Linked DNA regions of Mus musculus: regions 1, 2, 3, 4 and 6 are each linked to region 5. Evidence: chromatin contacts called from public Hi-C data. All regions are on one chromosome and are shown on one strand. Each heading gives the region's core, a stretch centred on a gene start, on an enhancer-like site or on the middle of the called end of the contact. The rest is flanking DNA. Distances are from core to core; before and after follow the strand shown. Region 1 overlaps Pard3 (par-3 family cell polarity regulator). Region 2 overlaps Nrp1 (neuropilin 1). Region 3 has its middle 3.7 kb from the start of Gm32532. Region 4 overlaps Pard3 (par-3 family cell polarity regulator). Region 5 has its middle 200 kb from the start of Gm32590. Region 6 has its middle 29 kb from the start of Gm32532.

Region 1 (2,845 bases), core at 288-2,787, 470 kb before region 5:
TGCTTAAGATGGGAGGTCGTGCCAGCACTGTGTTATATCAGAAATTGCCACTAAAGAATAAAAGCACAACAGTTCCACCTGTAAACCTAGCATTTGGGAGCCTGAGGCAAGAGGACCCTGGGTTCAAGATCAGCCTGAGCTACATAAAGAGTTGAAAGCCCCTTTCTCACTCCAAGAATAGGAAAGACTTTAAAAAGTTGTTTTGTTGTTGTTGTTGTTGTTGTTGTTTAAGTGATTCTCAAATGATGATACTCTTTAACCAATTTTATACAATATTTAAACATCCTGATTTGAAGTACTCTGCTTAAAAGTGTCATGTCACAGATCTGGGATGAACTCCTGGTATGCTGTGTAACTCTGAAGAGTCTTTATTAGAACTAATTAGCTGACTAAATATGACTGAGGTCTCACCACATCTGTTAGAGCTAATATTTCTGGAATGAACATCCCACACCGTAGGCAGCTTTCTGTGGAGGACTCCACTACATTTCACACTGCACCTTAGGAGCATTCTGTAGATTCCCCTGTTAGTCCAGTTGGCACATCAGGAAATAACAATGGTTGATCATGTTATGTACAGGTCAAGTATGTTATGGGGGAGGGTGTGTGTGTGTGTGTGTGTGTGTGTGAGAGAGAGAGAGAGAGAGAGAGAGAGTTTGTCCATGTGATCATTCCACAACCACATCAAAAAGTCAGGCACAGTGGCACATCCTTCTATTCCTAGGCTTGCCTACTTAGTAAGTTCTAGGCCAGCAGGAAAGCTGAGTCTGGCCTCAGGCATCCACACACATTCACACATTCAGATACTCATGGAGATTAGAACTAGATAGCATAAGAGTTCAACAGTAGCATAAACATTGGATTAATTGTATGGAGCCCTTTTGACAGATGATTATTCATTAATTATAAATTGTGCTTTCTTTCAGAAAACATTGTTTAGCATATTTATTTGTGAAATGAGGCAGTCCGTTGCTCATGTTGATTTCACACTGAGAAACTGTGTTGGTTTATGTTAAGACAGTTAAGGACCGTTCTGATAGTGCAACGCCAGGAGTGAGGGCATTCACCAAATTAAGTGTCAGTAACACAGGGTGACATTCTAACCAGTATTGGTTCATTGGATTTGACTTCCTCTGAGGCAGGGAATCACATTTGCTGTATAAAGTCTATTTTCCAGTAACCATAAGCAGAAGTGTTCAGAAGCAATATGCAAGGGTAGTAAGTAAGTTAGAAGTGATCAGTTGTGAGTATTCTCATGCATTTATTTGTTTTCAGTGTGTTGTGTGTGCCAGGCAAGTGCTGTGTCTGTCAGAGTACCACACCCATTTTTAAGCAGGTAGATAGAAATGGTGATTGTGTGTGTGTGTGTGTGTACACCTCATTTTTCCATCAGGGAGATGGAGGGCCCAGGAAGCCACATGACTGGTATGGACCCCACAGAGCAGCCCCTGGGACCTGCAGTGTGGGGACTTGCTGTAGCAGAGGTGTCCCAGCCTCTGTTCCCCTTGGCTGCTCCGCAGGGGCAGCTGCCAAGTCTGGCTCCTCATCTCCTTTTCAAGAACAAACTCCATCTGCCAGAAAACATGACTGTTCAGCTCGAAGCATGTCAAAACTCACATTTTGCTGAGTGTGTCTTATTTTGGACAAGCAGCTTGCTTCAGAGCCGGAATTGAAAATTGCTTTCAATATGTAAAGGAGGGAGCATTCTGGAATCAGGGAGGTTATTTATGAAGCTTGGTGGGGGCAGGGGAAGCCTTGCATCATGTTTGGTGGAATGAGAAAGATAAAATTTTAATGTTGAAGGCACTTATATTTTACGTATATTCTGCCATCCCGGTCCCTCCCTGGTACACACACACACACACACACACACACACACACACACAGAGCTATCTCCAGGGCAGTCTCTGAGCCCAAGAATAATAATAGCGATGTCAGTTCAAATGTGAGGCATTGAAAACCTGGGAAGTATCGACTGCCTGCATCTGCAGTGAGAAACCAGACTGCAGCACCGCTCCAAGAAGCTCCTGAAAGGATGGTGAGGAGTTCTGTGAATATAAATCCAAGCTCAAGAGGATAGGTGGACATGGAGAAAATCTAATTAACACAACTGAAAGTCTCAGGAATGAACTGCCCATCACTAAAGAAATGAGTCTGGCAGGGAATGCATCCTCAGAGCAGAACTGATCAAATGCGCCCTCATTGTGGAGGGAGATGCACTTTTCAGATAATGTATTTTGGGAGGTATCATCTGCTTGAGTTCGTTCCTTCTTACAGCAGTTGGAAGTTTGGAGCCTTTTCCTGGCTGTTAACTGGCAGGGGAATCTTCCTATCCTGGCATTCCTTAAATAGATCTCTTTATGTATATATGTATTAAAAATCGCCTTGAAAATACCAAAGTGGGCAAGGAGGGGGAGAAAAACTACTGTTTGTTTCCTCATAGAACTGACATTTTTATTTGAAGAAAAAAAATCCATAAATTTACAATCTCCTTCTTTCTAGGTTTTTCAACATTTCTTGCAAATTGTATGTAAATGAATGCAAATAAGCAGTCCTCACTAGTGCTGCTTAGAAGTGTAAAATGCATAAAATTAAGATGCTGAGAGGAACTTGCATCTAATTAAGGTAGCATGTAAAGAAATGTTTAAATTCAAATTAGATGCTTCAGTGGGAAGAATTACTTGTTTAACTCAAAAAGATGTTTTGTGTGATCTAGGGAAGGCTTGCCCCGCCACTCAGAACTCCACACTAGGTACTGAATTCAACTAACTTAGATGTCAAAGCTGGGTTTAACCCTAGACTTCAGTCAATCTCAAGACAGACAAATAGCATACATTTTCTCTTA
Region 2 (2,714 bases), core at 127-2,626, 490 kb after region 5:
TCCCCCCAGGGAATTGAGAGACATACTTTGTTTAATTACAGCACAGCTCTGATGTGGCCTGTGTTTGCAAACTAGAAGAAGGAAAGAAATCTCACAAGCCACAGCCTAACTATTTATTTTCATCACCATTCTGCAAAATCAAGAAGCGCAAAGTTTGTCTGTTGTGCCTGCCACAGAGTTGGCAGTTTTACAACAGCACTTACCACAAGACTGGCTCAGGAAACCAAGGTTTACACTGTGCCCGGGCTGAGAAACACCCTGGGAGCATCCCCCTTATCCTTTAGCTCAGAGGAAAACCCAAGGACTCTGTCCGCCCAACCGTGCGTGCGGGTTATCAAAGGCTGCCCTCTTTTGTTTTCTGTTAGTATTCTGTGACATTCTTCCCCACAGACTCACATGAAGGGAAGCAGTTGTATAAGCAACCAGAGGTTTTTTTTTTTTTTTTAAATACTTTAGAGTTAATCATTAGAGGAAGGTGAGAGGGTCAGCTTCCCAGATTCTTCCATTTCCTTTATTGAAGTTCACTCAGCCTTGGCCTCTGCAGTCATTTATTAATGGACCGTGTGGTGTGTATCGGTGTTTCCTCCACACTGACTGCCTCACAGAGGACTAGAAAGGACTTCCCTAATTAGCATGCTTCCTTAAAGGCCACTGTTACCATTGACCTAATTAAACTGTAAGACAAACTTCTTTGGAACTTTCCCCCAGTTTTCAGGAGTTCAGCTGACAAAACGCTTGCTCCCGCATCCCAAACCCCTCAGACGTTAGGCAAAGGAAATCCCCCAAATGCTGTGTTCCTGCTCATACCTGTTGTAATTTGACTTTAGTCACAGTGTCTGTCTGCAGATATTTTACTCTTCCCTGTCTGTTACCAGGAGGACGGCCCTGGTCTGCAAATGGGGCTTCTCTGTGGGGGTGAAGCTGTAGGACTATGACTCTCAATATACTGTCTTTGGCCCTCTATCAGAAGAGGATGAAGGGAGTATATGAAGTTGTGATGACGCCATGTACATTTTAGTTGCTCATCTAGTTTCTTTTCTTGCCAGAAGTGATTAGAAGCACCCTGAAGTAGTCTCTCTACTGCTTCGTTAGTCTCTCATCTCCTCTATTAAACGAGCATGGCTATCTTCAAAAAGCATGAAAGTGAGAGTCATGGTGACCACACCAGGAGAGGTTTTGATAACACATTTGCTTTCAACAGGACCTCTTGGTCATGCTTGTGAAGGTCTTATAAACAAGGGGCTGTCAGCCCAATCTTAGCATTCACCAAAGTCAGAGGGCAGGTGTACAGCGCATGAATCCATAAGATTTGTTACTACCACCATCTAGACAAAGACTGGTTCTAACAGCCTGGCTGATCATAGAGATAGACAATGTCTATATGGTTTCCTGTTTATTCCATTGTCTGAGTTATAAATCTGGTCTTCAGCTCCTCACTGGAGGGTCATGAACTGTTGACCTTTAAAAGCTATCTGTTCACTGCAACCTTCTGGTTAGGTCACTGCATGGGCCTCACAGAGATGGAATGTGCTTCCAGACAGAGGTCTAGCTCAAGGTGAGGCTGACCACACCTAAAACTTGATGCATTACAGGCCTCTCACACTTCACAGATGGCCTCAGACAGACCCTATGTCTTCATCAAAATTCTGTTTACCTGAGCAGTTACAAACTAAGCAAAATCTTAAGATTCTGTTTTAAGAACTGAGTGGGTATCTCAGTAAGTGTATGCAAGCACTTACCCCTGCTGTGCAAGCATGAATTCCTGAGTTCCATCATCAGAATCCACACAAAAGCAGAGTATATGGAGCATGCTCAGAGATAGAGACAGGCAGATCGCCATGGCTCACTGACTAGCAGGCTTGGCCTACATGGCAAGTTCCAGGCCCCAGTGAGAGCCAATCACAAAACACAAGATGGATGGTGCCTGAAGAATAACATTTGAAATTGACCTCTGACTTACACATAGATATACACACATACATGAACATGTGCATACACACACACACACATAGAGGAGAGAAATTTATCTTGAGGATTCTGATCAATACAAGAAACTCAGCAGGAATACAATATCCATATACTGCCTAGGTTGCTGTCATTAGAGGCATAAAAGGGTATTCATGCTTGGACAGACCCCTCTGTTTAATGCAGTTCTCTTTACAAAGGACTTTGACCCTCTGAGGGTCTTTCCACATCCTCACAGCAGCTCACAGTATGTTGGTGACTTATGATTGTGTGGGCTTCCATATCCCTCTTGCTTGGACTTTAGGACCAGCTGATAACCAAGCAGTGATCATACTAGATAGGAACCTCGACTTGAAAATTAAATCCTTGCTCACATCCTGTGCTTAATGACCCAACTGCAGGCAAGATCCTTTCAGCAGCACAGCTGGCATTTGCTCACAGAGGCCATAAATTTGTTTTAAGTTCAGAATATTGTTTCCTGCTATTTTTAAGAAGGGATTTAGTCCAATTATTACTATTGAATTTAATGAGAACTGTGCACAACTCCAGGGCCTGAGTAATAATTTAAAAGCTTAGCCATCAGGGTCCCTGCATCTTCATATCTTTCCTCTACTCAACTTTCTTCTCTTCTTTCTCTGTCTTTTTCTTCTTCTTTCCTGATCCTTATGCAGCTTTTTGGCTTTTTGTTTTTTGTTTGTTTTTGGTTTTATTTGTTTGTTTTTCCCTCTACAAATGTCTGTTGATACTTT
Region 3 (2,700 bases), core at 17-2,516, 310 kb before region 5:
CCCCAGTGCCCAGATAAGAAGCTAGATAAGGTAGCAGGAGCCTGTATAGGCATGAGGACCTGAGTGCAGAGCTCCAGTGCCCAAGTAAGAAGCTAATTATGATAGCAAGGGAAGAAGCTAGATAAGATAGCAGCAGCCTGTAATTACAGTGTTGAGAAGTCAGACAGAGATCCTAGAGACTCCCTGGCAGCCAATCAGGTGAGCTCCAGGTTCAGTGAGAAACTTGTCTCAATAACTAAGGAAGGGATCAGTAGAGGAAGGAACACCTAAGGCTGACATTTGCTCTTCATATGCACATTTGGAGCATGCACACCCAACATATGCATACATACCCAGAGGCCTCCACTCACTTGTTCATCTGTAATGCTGGTGTGTCAAATGCTGTTCTTCCGGTTTACGGGCCACATGACTAATCTGGTTTTCCAGACTCCCCTCTTGTGATCATCAGAGGAAAAATGTCAGCATTGGAGAGACAGACAGAACGGCAAATTTTCAAAACTATGTGTAATAGATCTGAAAGAAATATGAGGCTGAAGAGAGGCTCAGTCAGTGGAGCACTTGCCTTTCAAACATGAGGACCAGAGTCTTATTCCCAGAATCCACCTGACAAAAGCCAGGCACAGCAGTGTTTGCCTGCCATCCCAGTCCTGGGAAGATGAAGACAAGCAGATCCCTCAGCCTTGCTCATCATCAGATTAGCACAACTTGTTAGCTCTAGGCCAGAGAGAGACCTTAAGTAAATTAAAAGGGTGTGATGCCCAAAGTTGACTTCTGATGCTCACATACATGTGCACACAAGTACACGTACACACACAAACATGTGCACATATGCACATATCACACAAAATAATCTCAGGTGAAAATTGGCAATAGCATGCTTCCATGTTTTCAATTCTACCCCTGGAGGAGTTCTTAGCTGACTTCTCATGGATCTAAGACAGGTCTATCTACCACTAAGCTGAGCCCTGGCCACACTACAAGCACATTCTATAGACAATCTGTCCCATTATTCTGGTTGACACTGACCAGCAGGAAAAATTTAAAACCTTCAGCTCTTTGCCAGGGAGATAATTATGAGATAAAGTGTTACAGTACCAACCAGAGGCTTTCCTTGGTGGAGGGGGGGTGCCTTGGGGATACAGCAGTATCCTATCCATTATTTCCAAATGGCTGCATCTACAAAGTTGGTAGGACCAGGGCAGGATTCAGAGGCCCAGGTACTGCACCACCCAAGAGATTAGAAAGTATGCATGCCTACAGAGGCCATTTAAGAGGACACGGGTGCCGGGCATGGTGGCGCACGCCTTTAATCCCAGCACTCGGGAGCCAGAGGCAGGCAGATTTCTGAGTTTGAGGCCAGCCTGGTCTACAAAGTGAGTTCCAGGACAGCCAGGGCTAAACAGAGAAACCCTGTCTCGAAAAGCCAAAAAAAAAAAAAAAAAAAAAAGGAGGACACGGGCACATAATATATGCTGAGCTTAAAGTAGAAGCTGCTGGATGGTGGACTTATCTCTGCATCTTCAGTTTTGGTTTGGATATTTTTAGAGAAAGGAAAAAAAGCCCACTTACAAAATATTTGACATTCTAAACTTCTCAGAGTGCTGGCGCCACTGTGGGGAAAGCAGCTAGCAGGCTGAACGACAGTAATGGACTCTTTAAAGTTCTGTCTGTGTGGCGATGCAGCTGTATTAATTAAGGCTCAGGCAGATTTATTGATGTCTGTGGGTCTGTGAATGTCTGTGTTCTGCTGAGTTGGATAAGTTAAAAAGTCATAAGAAAGTATTTGATGAACCTCACCAATTTTTTTTTCACGCCGTGTGTGTAATAAGTAGGCAGCAGTAAAGCCCAGAGACTTTCAAACATTTTTCCCCCTCCGTAGCATACTATTTCGGAATGTGATGAAAGTTTTCTTTTTCCCCTTTTGAGAAAGACTCTCCTATGCCACAAGCTGGCCTTGAACTCTCTGTGTAGCTGAGGATGACTTTGAATTTCTGGCCCTCCTACCTTCATCTCTGAGTGCTGGGGTTACAAATGTGCACCATCACACCTGGTGTGTGTAGTGCTGGAGAGGAACCCAGATCCCTGGGTGCTCAGTTTCTCTAGCCACCAAGCCTCAACCCTGTTCTCCTTCCTCCCACTTTACTCCTTTGCTCATTAATGCAGTTGGAGATTCCTGAAGAGGATATACCTTATGAAAGCAGAGGAGAGGGTGCAGGTGTCCAGATTGTTGAGGTGGGGTTGGGGGAGGAGTTCATGAAGAAAGCAAGCATGCCGTAAGCTCAGAGGACCTCACTGGTAAGGACAAGGCTTCCCCTTCCCCACAGCTTCTATAATGTACTTGCTGGCTGTATTAGTCAGGGTTCTCTAGAGTCACAGAACTTATGGGTAGTCTCTGTATAGTAAGGAAATTTGTTATGATGACTTATAGTCTGTAGTACAACTCCCCTACAATGGTCAGCTGTAAATGGAAGTCCAAGGATCTAGTAGTTGCTCAATCCCACAAGGCATGCAGGCAAAAAAGAGCAAATCTTCCTTCCGATGTCCTTTTGTAGGTCTCCAGCAGAAGGTATGGCCCAGATTAAAGGTGTGTACCCCCATGCCTAGATCTTGGACTTGCTTTTCCCAGATGACCTTGAACTTAGAGATCTTCTTGCCTTAGTCTCCTGGCATTCATAGTCACTATGCCGCAAGATTTCCATG
Region 4 (2,700 bases), core at 71-2,570, 410 kb before region 5:
CATGTATGTATCTGTGAATGTATGGATGTTCGATGTGTTTTGTGTGTGTGTGGTATGTGCATGCATATACGTGTGTGAATATGTGCATAGCATGCCTAGACAGTCAGTGTTGGTATGGAAGAGAAGGAACTGTAGGCTGGTAGCTAGTGCTAATATCCTGGAACAAGAGTCAGCTATATCTCTATTTTAAAAAGCCAGTAGGAATAGTGACCTGCATGCTTCAGAAGCAGGAGGGAACTTTTGAGACTGCACCAACAGCTACCTGATTCGAAACAGTACATTTACAGACCTGTTAACTTTCATGTTCTCAGACCAATCCAACCAAAACATTTGCCAGTCACCCCCTTAAAATGTCAGTTTTCACATTTGGTGAGGTGAGGGGAAACTGCCTTCTCTACCAATCTTTACAGCTGTTCTTACTACAAAGGGAAGCTCAGTGTTGTACAAAATGATGAAAGAATCATTGTTTAAGCAAGTGGTTTGCTCAAACACTACCTTAACTTGATTTTTCTACTTTTCTCATTATACTGTGAAAATCATATCTTGTGTGTGGCCTTGATGACATGTGAACAGGAAGCTGATGAAATAGCGATATGATACAGTCTTGCATATCAGCAAGGACATGCACATATTCACACATGTATTCACATGCACATACTACACACATGAACATCTGTACATTCATAGATACATATATGCATAAACATACAATCATGTATGCACAGAGATACCCACACAGGTGCATATATATTTATGGTTTGCAACTCGGCAGAGAAAACATGCTAGGTTGGCTTTGTACCCCCGAGCCACATCTCCAGCTTCGTTTAATTTTTGGTATGATTTTTAATTTGAGACAGAATCTCACTAAACTGCTCAGGCATGAAGAGAACTTTCGATCCTCCTGCCTCGGCTTCCCACACAGACATCAGAACCCTCAGTATATGCTACATTTGGCTTGTGAGGCTGAGTGTTGTTGCTGTTTGTTGGGGGGAGGTTAGTGTCATGCCACTTGATTAGGATGGTATTTATAGAAGATAATTATCTCTGTTTCATATGTAAAAGTCAAGGAAGAATGACGTGCTGTGGGCTAGGGAGCTGGAGGAACTGGTCTGGACCCTAATTGTTCTGATGACCAAAGCCACATCCTTCCAAACCTTTGCCACCAGCACCTAACCAGATTATAGAAAGGAAGTGAGACCTTGAAAAGAGGTCTCTCTCTCCAAACACAGTTCACTCTCTCAGAGCTCTGCCAGTATAGCCGCAGTGAGCCTAAGTCCTGAGAACAAATGGCCATTTCAGATGCCCAGATTCTGTTGTAAAAATCCACTTCCTGTTTGAGCAACATTCCACAGCTAGCTGCCCTTCCTCCCCCTGCCCCCCTCCCCCAACTGTGATTTATGGTTGCTTTTTCTTGAGGGTGTTCACGGTTGCCCCTTCTCTTTTAGCAATCGATCCACTCCTAGCAACCATGACCGGATACAGCGTCTACGGCAAGAGTTCCAGCAAGCCAAACAGGATGAGGATGTGGAAGACCGGCGCCGTACCTACAGCTTTGAGCAATCTTGGGTGAGTGTTTGGTCCCTCTGCCCAGCAAATAGGCTAACAGCTGCCCTGAAAGAGAGGCCCCTGAGCTATGACCTCAGTCCTTTATGAAATAAGACAAGATGGAGCCAAATCCCTCTGACCTTTAGCATTCTGACCTTTCCCTCATTTCCATCTGGGTTCCATCATTGCTAATCTCATTTTGTATCTTGTTCTACCATCTGTCTGCTGTGTAATAGGTTCAAAATAGCTGTATGATGAGACACCACCACAGAATGTCTGCTCTCTATCCACTGCATTTGCTATTAGGTTTACTCAATGCCTTTTCGTAGAGCAGAGCCAACGTAAGTTCAGCTCATGATCCTTTGTGTCTTTGAGACAGAAATTGGTAATTCTCTGTTCTCTAACCTCCCTTGGTACTTTTTGTTTTGTTCTGTTATGTTTTATTGAGACAGGGCCTCATATAGCCCAGGCTACCCCCATTTCCATCCCCCATCTATATAGTCAAGAATAACCTTGAACTCCTGATCCTCCTGCTTCTGTTTCCCATGGAAACAGAAACATGCATCATCATGCCTGTTAGCTGTGGTTGCTGGTCATCAAACCCAGGACTTCACGCATCCTGGGCAAGCACTCTCTACCAACTGAGCCACATCCCCAGTCCTGTCAAGTATTTGTCGAATTCCTGTTTGTCTGTTTTCACCTCTCTTCTCATCCATCCCATGTGCGGCCATTTCAGTGATCTCCACAGAACAAAACTGTGGCTGCTACTCCTGTGTCCTGCATCTGTGAAACTTGGTGGCACATCTGGGTAGAGAGATGGCAAAAGAGTAGGGGTTGTAGACAGGAAAGGTTTGTTTGGAAGGCTTTCTGGGGAGGGTGGGAATGAGTCAGTAAGAGCTGCTCACAGAGGCAAACACCCCTCTGGGCTTTAAAACTTCAAGCCCTGGTGGTAGGTCCACCCCCATTGACTGTCTGGAGGACTAAGAGAGAAGGAAACAAATTTTTAGAGAAACTCTGATTGAGATGGGAGAGACCAACAGGTAAAAGGCCAGGATGTGCTTCAGTCCTGATGAGAATTCTGGGGTCAGAGCTAGTTAGTCTGAGTAGGGGGACCTGTGCAGCTAGAAGTTGGGTCACCCCAGTAGCTCAAGAGTA
Region 5 (2,744 bases), core at 141-2,640:
TAAGATGGAGCTGCTCTGGAAAGTAACACTGGGAAGACATGCTCTGCCTGACACTACCCCCAGAATGCACCTCAGCCATGATAAGGGCTCTTGCTTCTCTCCTGCTACTCATAATTGGCTCTGCTGTTGTGGCTCCATTGGAGGTGTTTATATTCAAGTGAAAGCATTTACCATTAAAGACAGGGACTCTGGTAGTCTACACTAGCCTAAAACCAGCTGTGTAGTCAAGAATAGCATTGGGTTTGTATTATTTCTGCCTCTATCTCCCAGATGAGCATAATGAGTATTGCTTGCGGCAGTACATTCACTGTACCTAAAATAATTCCAAATTTCAAGCTGTATTTGTGTGCTTATGTATGTATCTGTGGGTGCTTGTTCCTGTGTGTGGGTGATTTGAAGGCCAGAGGTTAGCCTTGTCTGCTACTGTTTAGGGGCTGAGACATGGTCTCCTTTTGACTTGGAGATCACCAAAGTAGGCCAGGCAGGCTGACCAGTGAGCCCCAGAGAAATAGAGTGGGATTAAAAGTGCACATGCCATACATGTCTTTGTTTTTCTGTGGGTTCTGGGAATTGAACTCAGTCATTTATGCTTATGAAGGAAATACTTTAGCAACTGAGCCAACCACCAGCCCCAATAACTGAGTATTTCTTTAAAACCCAGTAAAACTTCTTCATAATGTATAGTATATAGTCATAATATAGTATATAAATTGGTTATGCTTGCTCTCCTCAGGCTGGGTAGCTCACACAGAAGAGACCTAGTGTTAACTTAGTCCAGGGCATGGCCATTGTCTCTATCTTTGATGCCCACAGCACCTAGAATTCTGTCTCATCTTTTGTCTTCTTTACCCTCAACAGATGTTTTGTTGGTATCCTTATGTTAAAAGTAGAGGGAAAGAAAGGGGCCTTTGTAGCACACTAGTGACAGGAGATGGCATAGTCTGAATGCCACTTGAATGAGTCCTGGTGTGATGGATGAACTCCTAATGAGAACCACACAGCCTGTGGCTAGTGCTGGGGCTCTAGGCCCTCTTGGGTCACAAGCTGTCACTGTGCCCAAGTGCACTCTGCCCGGGTTGAGGGGTCACCATTCTGCTCTTTTAATGAGGAATCCTACTTTTCATGGTGTTTTATTGGTCTGGAGCTGGTGTTGACAACATATTATTTTTCAAGAGGTGACATTTTTTTCTGCTAGGCAGTGTCTTTGAGGCAGTGGGCATGACTGTGGCAATCACACAAATGTAAGTGATGTTGTAGTGTGTTGAACAAAGGTAGAGCTGGTGGAGGTTGTGTTTGTGTGATCTGGGGGTGGATGGGGCTCAGATGACTGTCAGCAGCCATTGGCTGAGCTTCACCCTCACCTCCCACACTTGCCTTCCCCATCCTCAGAGGTTTGTTTCAGACAAGTTGCCTGTGTCACTAGTTAGGGATGATGACTATGAAAGGACTTGAGCCCACACAGGGACATGCGTGACAAATTATCCTGACAAGAATGCCACTACGATATTAGCAGCTCGTTAAAAGAGCTGGGTGAAACTCATCTTGGCTTTGATCAATTTTCTGCTAGCATTTCAAGGCTTTGGACAAATTCCCCAGCCCCTCCCACCCTACCCCAGTTTTGTGTTGTTAAAGCTGTTCTTGGCAGAGCTTTCCAAGGGCTGTGAGAGTCTGCTGACATACTCACCAAATCCCACAGATGTACATGCCTGGTTTAGGAAGAAGAAATGGAATATGAACTGAGAATTTTTATTTGCACTTAAAATATAAACAATAAACTTGGATAATATAATCTGTGATGCTCACTCCAGCTATTAGATTCTAATGAGAGGGCATGAACAATGGTCTGGAAGGGAAGGCCCTGGGATCGGTTTTCTGGGCCTGAGAATCTTAAAGCAGGAATGACCTGTGGGAAATGGCCAGGCCAAACACATTGCTGATGACAACTCTAATAAGTAGACACAGGTGACAGGAAAGTCCAGACTTCCTGAATTCCTGGAGTTTGTTCCATTCCCTTCACCACTGCTATAGGGGACAGTGGGACACCAGGGTCTGAGTCTGCCAGAGGAAATGAACAGTAAAGACACATATATGTGTACATATGTGTACTGTTGTTTGTTGACATGGAGACAGGCAGGTCTCTGATTTTTAGGGTAAATTGACAGAATGCAGACAATAACTGTCACCATAGTCTTAGGGAGAATTTGTTCTCTGAGGACTCTTCTTAGAGACTGGGGAGGCTCACTCACTTCAGGATAATTTCTTTTTCTCAAATTCTACTGCTTACAGATGATATTGATCACTCCTAAAATCTTTCTAGTGCAAGGCTGAGCCTTTCATACTGCTGTATTCCTACTGGTTTAGAGATTTCAGATGGGCCTAAGACCATCAAGTTCTGCAATAAGGAAATTATGGCATGCCTTACATAAAGACTACATGATGTGTATCTGTTAAGTGATGATCATTGCCCTGCATGAGGTTCTCTCAGGCATGAATTCTGTTGCTGCTGGCATGAAGTTCTATATTCTGTGGGTGTTACATGTCTGTTTTGTATATGTAAATATTTTTAAATGGAAACAGAGAAAGACAGAATGAGGATAAGAATAAAAGAACTATGGAAACTTTAATATTGTACCTATGGAATTATCTAGACCATTGAGACCCAGTGAGAAGCCAGAACAATAATAAAGGAAGACTAGAAGCAAGAGAATATGTATTTGTATGAGTTTATGTAAATTCCCATAAGC
Region 6 (2,700 bases), core at 113-2,612, 280 kb before region 5:
TCAGATGGGTTTTCCAAAATTGCTAATAGGTTTTAGGGAGTCTTACTGATGGCTCCTATTACACTAAGGACTTTGCTTTTGAAGCCAGCCATTTCTCTCGAAAGACAATGAGTTTATATAGAGTTTAACTGAGTCAACCTAGCCACAGCATTCAGGACTTTGTTATAATGGTTCAATTGCTATTGAAAGGAAATAACTTCTGCTCAATTGCCTGTGAATTGCAGCCCCTCTGATTAGCGAGGAGGTCAAAGAATCTGTCCTGGTCACTGATCTCTTAGTTCCTCTGTGAAGTTATAATTTGGGGGATGATTTTGCCCCTGGTTCACAGACACAGCTGATAAGATTACAAAGCTTCCTGAGTACTGGGATTAAAGGAGTGTGCTCCCATGCCTGACCAACATTTGAGTTAGAGACCAGCCTAATCTATAATGCAGCCAGAGATACAAGGCTGATAAGAATAGTAAACTTCCTTAGTACTGGGATTAAAGGTGTGTGTTACCATGCTGGCCAACATTGTGTTAGAATCTGGCCTAATCTATACAGCCAGGGATACATATAGAGGGAGAGGGGGAGGGGGAGGGGGGAGAGGGGAGGAGAGAGGAGAGAAAAGGAGAGGGAGAGGTGAGAGGGAGAGGGGAGAGGGAGAGGGAGAGGGAGAGGGAGAGGGGGAGAGAATCAAGAAGCATGCTGATCATCTTGTATGCTCTTAGTGGATTCATCACAGGAATGAGTTCTATTGCCTCATACAGATCAAGGTTTTTTGTTGTTGGTTTTTTTTTTTTAGATGCTTTATTTTTATTAATTCAAGAATGTGTTTTGCCTTTTCCTAAAGAAGTACGAGAGCACGTGTGTCTTACTATATTTGGTAGAATTTAATGCCTTATTACAACAGACTTTCAAACTAGACCATTCATATAATTTCATTTTGAACACTACATTTGACAGGACTGTTGAAGTTGAAGAAAGCTGTTGGATGTCAGAATGCTTGTTTGAGAAAACAAGCTGTGTGTGTTTACTCATCTTAGCCTGTGGAAAGCTTTCTGTGGAAGACCCAAATGGTCCACATTCTTAGAATGTGCCAGGCAGAAAGAAGAAGGGAGGGATTGAGACATCAAGGAACCTGCAGCAGCCTTTGTCCTTTTGGGGTCTCTTAGGTGATTTACAAACCGTGGAGCAACAAAGATAGTCTGTGTCTCGATCTCATTGTGGGTACCAGCTCAATTACTGTGCTCTGGGCCTAGTATGTATGGAATGTAACTTTAGGAGAGATCAGTCTAAACAAAGCCTCCCTAGATTCCCCAGGACAAGGGATGACAGCATCCTCTGGGCTGTCTTCGGGAGGCACTTTCTAAAGGAACTTTTGGTTCTGTCACTGGTTGTGAGGGTGACTCTGTCCAGTGATGAATCACTCCTGGCCACATTACAGATTATCCAGACATTCTGCCAAGCACAGTTGATTTTTTTTCCAGACGGCCACATTCTCTTTATCTCACCACTGATCATCCAGGCAGCAGTGTTCCTGTTTATCGGCCGTTCTGTACTGCCATCTAGAAAGACAGCCTTGCCCGGTGGATATTGATAGGATAACTTCAGAATGAGATAAACCATGATAAAGGCAGTCCGTCCTCCCAGTGTGATAAAGAGCGTCAGGATACATGATAATGTGTAATAAAAACCAATGGGGCTATTATTGAGAAAGGTCTGTAGTGTGCCCTACCCGCAGGGGTGGGGGCTGAGACAACAAGCTTAGTGCTTGGATCTGCTCTTTGAAATATGTGGGGCTTTTCATTTTTGAATCTAAGGGAAAAAGCCCTTTGAAGGTCATGTTTGAGCTAAAAGCTGTGCCTTTGCACACAATCTATTTAACAACTGCATATCTAATTTGGAAGCCCAGGTATCTCCGGAAGGTCGTTATTTCCTAACTCCTCTTTATCCTGCCCTCTGGTGTGGTGTTTGCTGGTGCCGATAAGGCAGCAAGAGCTACCTGACTAACATGATTTTTCTTCTTTCCTGTCCTTCTGGCTAGTCTGAAATGGTTATTGCCTCTGGACTCCAGTCAGCTGCTAAAGATAATGCAGCTTTCGGAGAAGTGCTGCAGGTCCAGGGATCGCCAGTTACTGGGTGTTTTGAGCATTATGCAAATGAGAAAGGGAAAGGAGATGAGGAGGAGGAGACTGGGACTAAAGTGAGTAGGGAGAGGGCTGTTTTTATAGCCAAACTCTGGGAGCTCACTTCTTGCTCTATTTCACAGCAGGCAATTAGTCTCTCTCTCTCTCTCTCTTTCTCTCTCTCTCTCTCTCTCTCTCTCTCTCTCACACACACACACACACACACACACACACACACACAACGGAATTTGGCTTGGCTGCAGTGCTCCTCTTATAGCTGGGCCTGGGGCCAAGGCAGAACTCTTGAGCTGACCTCATTATGGAAACATCATCTATGTGCTTAATGCTTAAGTTTTGGAATTTAAGAGAGAAAAACAGTAATACTAATATATTACATGTAATATTTATGGACAGTTCACTATGTGCCAGTGACATGGATCCTGCTGAGATCTGCAAGGTGATCTACAGTCTTCAAGGTCACATGATGTGACAAGAGGTGGGAACCAAGAATGTAGGATCTTGATGTCTTTGTCACAGTGATTTCTCTAATTCAGTAAGGCTTCTTGAACACGTCCAACAGGACTCACACAAA

What was found. A called contact is a pair of places that touch in the nucleus more often than the background predicts.
Region 1: a contact with region 5 is called in a Hi-C map of the N1E-115 cell line, with 5 times the contacts expected there. The contact joins two enhancer-like sites. A contact is called at or near these places in 3 of 484 Hi-C or Micro-C datasets (the N1E-115 cell line, nephron progenitors and uterus).
Region 2: a Hi-C map of the N1E-115 cell line shows a contact between it and region 5, with 5 times the contacts expected there. The contact joins two enhancer-like sites. A contact is called at or near these places in 3 of 484 Hi-C or Micro-C datasets (the N1E-115 cell line, cerebral cortex and uterus) and 1 of 115 datasets of contacts at active chromatin or transcription factors (embryonic stem cells).
Region 3: a contact with region 5 is called in a Hi-C map of the N1E-115 cell line, with 8 times the contacts expected there. The contact joins two enhancer-like sites. A contact is called at or near these places in 1 of 484 Hi-C or Micro-C datasets (the N1E-115 cell line) and 1 of 115 datasets of contacts at active chromatin or transcription factors (embryonic stem cells).
Region 4: a contact with region 5 is called in a Hi-C map of the N1E-115 cell line, with 5 times the contacts expected there. The contact joins two enhancer-like sites. A contact is called at or near these places in 4 of 484 Hi-C or Micro-C datasets (the N1E-115 cell line, nephron progenitors and uterus) and 1 of 115 datasets of contacts at active chromatin or transcription factors (embryonic stem cells).
Region 6: a Hi-C map of the N1E-115 cell line shows a contact between it and region 5, with 2.9 times the contacts expected there. The contact joins two enhancer-like sites. A contact is called at or near these places in 3 of 484 Hi-C or Micro-C datasets (the N1E-115 cell line and uterus).

Annotation. Positions count from the first base shown.
Region 1 is chr8:127,533,429-127,536,273 of GRCm38.p6, forward strand. All of the region lies in intron 22 of Pard3 (par-3 family cell polarity regulator), which reads left to right. Among named protein-coding and RNA genes, the nearest start is that of Gm51558, 60 kb to the left of the region's middle. Within about 2 kb of position 1,538, at least 21 of the 459 cell types and tissues checked have an H3K27ac peak or open chromatin away from gene starts, as enhancers often do. A contact at or near this core is called in the N1E-115 cell line, where this site is marked.
Region 2 is chr8:128,488,170-128,490,883 of GRCm38.p6, forward strand. All of the region lies in intron 12 of Nrp1 (neuropilin 1), which reads left to right. It overlaps Gm32643 (a long non-coding RNA gene), which reads right to left. Exons shown (of 7, transcript XR_003947627.1): 1 at 204-2,714. Among named protein-coding and RNA genes, the nearest start is that of Gm32643, 3.5 kb to the right of the region's middle. Within about 2 kb of position 1,377, at least 62 of the 459 cell types and tissues checked have an H3K27ac peak or open chromatin away from gene starts, as enhancers often do. A contact at or near this core is called in the N1E-115 cell line, where this site is marked.
Region 3 is chr8:127,693,200-127,695,899 of GRCm38.p6, forward strand. No RefSeq gene overlaps it. Among named protein-coding and RNA genes, the nearest start is that of Gm32532, 3.7 kb to the left of the region's middle. Within about 2 kb of position 1,267, at least 3 of the 459 cell types and tissues checked have an H3K27ac peak or open chromatin away from gene starts, as enhancers often do. A contact at or near this core is called in the N1E-115 cell line, where this site is marked.
Region 4 is chr8:127,591,616-127,594,315 of GRCm38.p6, forward strand. It overlaps Pard3 (par-3 family cell polarity regulator), which reads left to right. Exons shown (of 25, transcript NM_001309391.1): 23 at 1,446-1,566. Among named protein-coding and RNA genes, the nearest start is that of Gm32478, 37 kb to the right of the region's middle. Within about 2 kb of position 1,321, at least 9 of the 459 cell types and tissues checked have an H3K27ac peak or open chromatin away from gene starts, as enhancers often do. A contact at or near this core is called in the N1E-115 cell line, where this site is marked.
Region 5 is chr8:128,002,576-128,005,319 of GRCm38.p6, forward strand. No RefSeq gene overlaps it. Among named protein-coding and RNA genes, the nearest start is that of Gm32590, 200 kb to the left of the region's middle. Within about 2 kb of position 1,391, at least 27 of the 459 cell types and tissues checked have an H3K27ac peak or open chromatin away from gene starts, as enhancers often do. A contact at or near this core is called in the N1E-115 cell line, where this site is marked.
Region 6 is chr8:127,718,694-127,721,393 of GRCm38.p6, forward strand. No RefSeq gene overlaps it. Among named protein-coding and RNA genes, the nearest start is that of Gm32532, 29 kb to the left of the region's middle. Within about 2 kb of position 1,363, at least 49 of the 459 cell types and tissues checked have an H3K27ac peak or open chromatin away from gene starts, as enhancers often do. A contact at or near this core is called in the N1E-115 cell line, where this site is marked.